2 separate regions of the Zea mays genome follow, and region 1 is linked to region 2. The links are chromatin contacts, called in public Hi-C maps. All regions are on one chromosome and are shown on one strand. The core of a region is the stretch at or near the end of the contact, and the rest is flanking DNA. Distances in the headings are between cores, read along the strand shown.

What was found. A called contact is a pair of places that touch in the nucleus more often than the background predicts.
Region 1: a contact with region 2 is called in a Hi-C map of endosperm, with 2.4 times the contacts expected there. The contact joins the promoter of LOC103641254 here to the promoter of LOC100501788 in region 2. A contact is called at or near these places in 3 of 25 Hi-C or Micro-C datasets (ear, endosperm and tassel).

What each region holds. Positions count from the first base shown.
Region 1 is chr10:78,338,987-78,342,232 of Zm-B73-REFERENCE-NAM-5.0, reverse strand. LOC103641254 (dnaJ homolog subfamily B member 4) reads right to left here and starts at 1,710. Exons shown (of 3, transcript XM_008664618.4): 1 at 815-1,710; 2 at 1-366. The coding sequence starts at 982.
Region 2 is chr10:77,644,114-77,647,639 of Zm-B73-REFERENCE-NAM-5.0, reverse strand. LOC100501788 reads left to right here and starts at 1,885. Exons shown (of 6, transcript NM_001196446.1): 1 at 1,885-2,009; 2 at 2,086-2,277. The coding sequence starts at 1,905. LOC100276012 reads left to right here. Exons shown (of 8, transcript NM_001149906.2): 7 at 1,233-1,322; 8 at 1,409-1,659. The coding sequence ends at 1,453.

The sequences.
Region 1 (3,246 bases), core at 461-2,960, 690 kb before region 2:
CTCTTCGAGCGTGCAGGGCAGTTTGGTCTCCACGGGCGGCGGCTTCCGAGCCTGACTGGAGCCGGTGCCGGCCGAATCGTTGTTGTATGGTCTGAACTTGCTCTCGTTCCCACCGAACCCACCGAAGGTGCCAGCGCCTTCTGTCTGGAACCTCATTGACTTGGCTCGCCCCATGTTCTCGAACGGCTTGTTGCTGCCAAAGAACTCGGCGAACACGTCTTCGGCGTTGCGAGGGTTGAAGCGTTGGTTGGCGGCCCCGTTCGTGGACGTGGAACCACCACCACCACCACCGCCGTCTGCGGAGGCCTTCAGGCCTTCCTCGCCGTACTGATCGTACGCCGCCCTCTTCTGCGGATCACTCAGAACCTGAAAGGAGCCAGCGAGCATTTTGTCGTAATCTGAAGGAGCAGAAAATGCAGAAATGAGCAGCCATAGAAATGACGCACATTATGATTTTACAGGCAGGATCGACCACTCGATCAGGATGACAGAATACAAGAGCTACATATTGAAAACCGACATAACGCATAGTCGACACGAATCTCCATGATATTTGCAGAATTCCAGCTCGCAAATCGCTAACGAAACAACTAGTGCTAATATCTACTGGTGAAAATGGATTTTCTCTGGTAACAAGTACATGGAAATTTATCCAAACTGTGCTTGCGATTCAGAGGAAAGACAGTAGTAACTTTTACCAGATATTCCAAAGCGTAATCACTAATCAGGCCTGCGCCGCGAAAGCAAAGCTAAGCAAGAAGGTGCTGCAGCTGCAACCAATGTAACTGCAATTTTTTCCCTGCAATTTCCATACCTCGTAGGCCTCGGAGATCTTCTTGAATTTGGCCTCGGCTTCCTTCTTGACGTCGCCAGGGTTCTTGTCGGGGTGCCACCTCATGGCCAGCCGGCGGTACGACTTCTTGAGGTCCTCCTCCGTGGCGTTCCGGTTCACCTTGAGCACATTGTAGTAGTCCGTCCCCATCTCCAACGCTCATGCCAAGAACGGCAAGAGCAGCGCCACCACCTACCAAATCCCAACGCAATAAAATCCCTTCCTCGATCCACGCGAACCGCTGCTGCCTCCTTCACGACGACCCCACTCCCCCCGCCTATCCCTAACCTGAATTTCCCAAGAAACCGTGTCAGATCAACAATGCGATCGGGACAAGAGGAAAGACCGCCTCCTTTGACCCTGCCTGTCGACCGCTCCCCACAAGGCAGAGCCTTCGGCGCGCTCTCAAACACGCCCAACGATCAGCACCACCGGCGGCAACCAATCCAGCGCGGCCGCTTCACACCAAGACGCCGCCTTTCGCCGTGCTCCTGGGCCAGGGCCAATCAAGCCTAGACACCGACCGCGGTGCGCGCGAATCCGCGGGGGCGGCAAGTTGGCATAAAGGGTGTGTGGGAATGGGTCTTCGCGGAAGGGGCCAGGACAAGGCGGCGACGAAAAATCCGGTGCCGGAGATGGCCGGGGGAAGGAGACAAGCGCGCGGGGGGGTTGATCTTGGGAGGGGAAGGACGCGGCCGGAAGGGACGTAGACGACGGGGAGAAAGGGACAGCGGAGACGCGCTATCAATTCGCCCAAATCCGGCTTCGGTTTGCAAAAATAGCTACGCGCCATCGGGGAAACGTATCGCGGGGCATCCCCACTGGGACCGACATGTGGGCCTCGTGACCCACCTGGCTCCTGGGTTTGTTTTGTGTGCGTATTTGATTTGAGCTTTCGTGGAGTACATGCGAGAGGCGTGTTTGAAGGGATTCTCTCGGTATCGGTATTGGCTAGAAAAGATTTCCCCGTGTGTTTTTTTAATTTGTTGATAAGATTTTTTTGGTATTTAATATCCATATAGTATCTCTAATAGTACATCTTATTTTATATTTTTTATCAAAAATATACGGCACACCACAAAATGACCCAAATATACTACACTTAGAGCATCTCCAAAAGAATACTAAAACCAATCCATAAATGCGTTTAGGGGTGGAATAACGAAATTTCTCAGTCCAACAGACCTCCCTTCCTTCCCCTAAATTACCTGCGTCCCGCATCCGTGGTCCGCCCTCCCACAAATATCAGTGAGCAAGGTCTTTCCCCAATCCATCCTTGCGCGCGCTTCACTAGTCCTTTCCCGCGGTATTTTTCATTCAGGTGCCGAGGAAGGAATGGAGAGTGGCGGCGCGAGAGGCATCACAAGTGTAGGAGGCGGCGGCAGAGTCGATGGCTAGAGCTTTGAAACCCAGTCGAGACAGACGGCTGCTTTGAATCTACAGCCTCAACCACACCGCAATGATCAGCCTCAACCTAGACCTGGAGGATGGAATGCAAATGCGAGGTGAAGGAGAACTCCGTTCTGAAATGGGAGGATGTGTCCTGTGTCGACGTTGAATCAGATCCAATTGCAGCTCCCTTGTTTTCCCGCATTGACGACTTGTCTACATCCATGGAGCACGCGATGAACGGTAGTGGTTGTTTATCTCAACCTTCAATTATTTTGTATTGATAATCAAATTTGTGCTCTGAGAATCGATTAGTTCAATTGTTTGCTTTCATCTTTACTTAATAAATCATGACGTGTAGTCTCAGTTCCTAACTTCTGCTTACTGGATGACGTCGCATAATCTGTTTTATTCACAAAATTCCGATTAACGGTCAAGCAAAGATGCAATTAATAACAATTATCAAGACGTAGGAACAGTTTCATACCTTGATGCAGTCGATTCCTAGCGGCGTGCGGCGACAGCAAGAGTGATACAACGAGTAGCACAAATAAATATGTCTATCAGCAAGCATGCACGGGCCAACGGTAGAGATCAGCTGGGCCAGCAACAGCACCTGCAAGTGGCCCAGTTTTGTTTGAGCATTCGTTTTGCGTGAATTGATGGAGGTACACTTTGTTTACACCATAAAAAAGATTTAATATACCCTCATAATCAGTTTTTGGCGAATACTTTTGCATTTCCTTTTGGAGATGCTCTGACACTCGTGTCATATCCTTATTTTCTACATCGCTCTCACCATTTTCTTTTCTAATAATATAATTTACTTTCTAAAATACATGATTTAGAACTTAATTATTGGAGCATAATTTATTTTTAGTGTCTAAACGTTTTAAACAATATAGTATTTTAATTTTTAGGCACTATTTAAGTCACTTGTTGGAGATGCCGCATCTAGTGTGGCTTGTAGGTAAACATTGTTGTTCGATCAAATGCCAATTTTTTTATTAATTACTCTCCCAAAC
Region 2 (3,526 bases), core at 636-3,135:
CAGCAATCTCTTCCATAAAATCTGGGAGTTTAGGCCAAAAGTTCTCTAAGATCCGCATTGAGCTTAAGGATTAGAGGACAGTGGTCAGAAACTTCAGAGGCACTGCTATAAAGAAAACAATTAGGGAAAGCCTCCTCCCAGCAGGTAGTGCAAAAAACATGGTCCAACTTAACAAGGGTGGGAACCTCCCTCTGATTTGACCAAATAAATCTTCTACCATTCAAAGGAATCTCCTTCAGATCCAAGGAGCCAATAAGACCTCTGAAATTGCCCAATAAAGACCTGATTTGGTGTAGGTTCTTCAGTTAACCTTGCGTTCAGGAAAAATACTAGATAACCTCTGTCCTTTGCAAAAGAGAATAGTTACAAAAAGATAGGGTTTGACATGTGGGGGTTAAGTTAAACACATGCCGATTAATCTAGTAATGGGAATAGAATAACCCCCTTCAATCAATATATATTGGGAGGGATTAAGGGGGGAAAATTAGTTTATTTTCCACTCCAATCCAGATTTATTGGTATGGAGGGATTGGTTTTATCCAAATGAGCCCTTGGTTTATTATCAGAGTTCACCATTGATGAGAAAGATCACTTAACGGCTGATTGGTTACCTTGTCAGGCGCGCTCAGGTTCAGTTTGTGCGTTGACCGTATTTAGGTATGAATGGTTACCTGTATGGCATGAGTCCAACCTGTATACATGCATGCAGCCTAGGTGTTTTTTCATCCATTTACTTGCATGCGTGGAGACGTGAGACGGGCGCGTATCTACTGGCCCAGGCTGGCGTAATCCGGGCGGGAGCGAAGCCGGCAACCAATCAGCCCGTTAGTGGATACGGCGAGGTGTTCATTTTTAACACATGAACATAGGATGAATTTTAAGCCATCACACACTTGAGTTGCAAGCATATTGATTAGTATCACCTTGAGGTTTGGGCCTTTATGGCAATTTGTTGAAGCTAGGAGATATTTTTCCTTATGCAGATATGCATATCGGCATGGTTCTGTAACTTTGTATTTTTAAAAGAAATTAAAAAAAAAACCTATTTGGTTCATTCGCTACGAGTCAAATGGCAAGATGACTGCCGTTAGACTTAAATTATTTGCATAGGGAAGCTAACCCTGCATATCAATTTTCATTGATAAAAACCAGTATATTTATGCTAAATAAATCCGTCTGGGTAAAGATATTAGATACTGTTAGTAAGCTGTTACCTGTTCACGACAACGTAGGTTGAAGAAAGTAACAATGCCAAGAAAGCTCGAATTGAACTCCTGAAGAAAGAGGAGGATTTAACTGCTGCAAGAGATGTCCTCAATAAGGTTTGACCCCTCGAAATTGTACCATCTGTTTTTTTTTTCTGTTACTCGTCTCAGTTTGAATGGATCTCTTGGATGTTTTCTTACAGATGACGCAGTGGAACTCTGCACTCGTGGAGAACATTAACCCTTGAATCTGTGTGATGACGATTCATTGGCGTCAAAGGACATCTTTGTATAGGGGTGTGTTAGATTGGATGACATGTGAATGTGATTCATGGATCAGCCTGGATGTTCTGTTATGATTAAGAACTGCTATGTATCGTGCAATAGACACATCGTCTGTACTTTGGATGTTATTATCAGGTCCCAAACTTCATTATATCCAATATGTTACAATATCATTTTGGTGACTTAACTACAATGTCAGCTCGTGCCAACAGAAAAAGAAGAAAAGAAATGGGCGGTGGTTGCCCGACAAGTCCTTGTCAGCCGCACAGTCTTCACACGACCAGGGGCCATGAGCACCACTCTTGCCTTAGCCACGGCCCACGGGCAGCACAGCATCTCCATCTATCCAAATGGCAGCCAGCAGCCGTCCCCTTCCTCCACCCTCTGCCATCCTCGCAGTCACAGCCCCTCACCATGGCTGCCACACTCTCCTCCGTGGCTGCCCCTTCCCTCCCCAAGCACATCCCCGTTACCAGAGCTCAGCAGCAGGCGCCTCCTTCCATCATCTCGGCATCAACTGTGAGTAGGGATGCTGCTTTTATTTCTGTGGTTTGTTTCCTGTGATCGCTGATGTTCGTATGGACGTATGGTGCAGCAGAAGACTGCCTTCCATGGGGTGTCGCTGGTGGTGGACAGGAGGTGGGCGGCCGGCCACCGGAGAGGCGGCGGCCGGCGGAGGCTGCTGCAGGTGAACGCGAGGACCGCCGCCAAGAACATCGAGGTGGAGGTCGAGAAGCCGCTTGGCTTAGCCTTGGGCCAGAAGCCCGGTGGTGGCGTCGTCATCACTGTAAGCCCTCTCTCCACTTCCGTTTCCATTGCTTCCTGTGCTTGTTTTTTCTCTTCTTTTTTCTTTTGTTTCACAGGAAAGGTTTCCATCGCTTTATTTTATTGATCATAAAGAGTTCATGACAGTTAAGTTCCAGCGAATCAAACAGAAAAAGGCCTTAAAAGCCAACAGCACCACTACCCGAACACATTTTGATTACTTTGGGTCACCATCGAGTCTTCATTCGTGTGACGAGGAGCATCTAAACATTGGCCACACAAGGATCAGAAAACAGATGGCAAATAGACTCCCTCTCACTACAGAAAAGACAGGACTGGTCCAAGGCTTCTCTTCTCTTAGCCAAATTATACCTAGTATAAGTAACTTGTTCTTAGTTAACAACAATCTGAATCCCAGTAATTTTCCAAACTGCATGGACACACACCGCTATAACTCCTCTATTGCTGATCACCGCATGCAAAGATCGCACTGAGTATCTACCATTAGAGCTAAAGCTCCAAATCATTTGACCTTCCTCCTCAGATTTACTTCACCCCTTTCATTATCTCCAGCAATTCACACCAGAGCTGCATGACTCTTTCAGACACATTCCTCCTCAAGGAGAGTTTCAGAACCTCCCCATCCCAAACCTCGTCAATGGACTTACCATGCTGTTCATTTATAATATATATAATGGCCAAAACTGAATGGCCAAACTGGAGTTACCAAACCACAACAACAAAGCCTTTGATCCTCCCCCAAAACGAATTTTCCCCATTTCCAACCTTCCACATAATCCCCATTTCAGCAGCCTGTATAGCCCACAACACCCCTTTCCGGAAGAGGAAAAACATTTAGTCTGTTAGGCCCTGTTTGGTTCTTCTGACTCAATTTTAGTCCCTATCACATCTGATGTTTGAATGCTAGTTAGAAATGTTAAATATAGTCTAATTATACAGGAGATGACTAAACGGTAAGACGAACCTATTACACCTAATTAGTCCATGATTCGCTCGTGTGATGCTACAGTAAACATTTGTTAATTATAGATTAATTAGGCTTAATAAATTTATCTTATCGTTTAGTCTTCAATTGTTTAATTAATTTTATAATTAGATTATATTTAATATATTTAATGGACATTCAAACATTTAGTGTGACAAACTTTAGTCTCTGGAACCAAACACTCCCAGTCATAACCTATGGTCTACAATCTTAGTCCAAACAGTGTGATTCTCTGAATCTGGAGGCAAGTATTGCGAACGGTAAT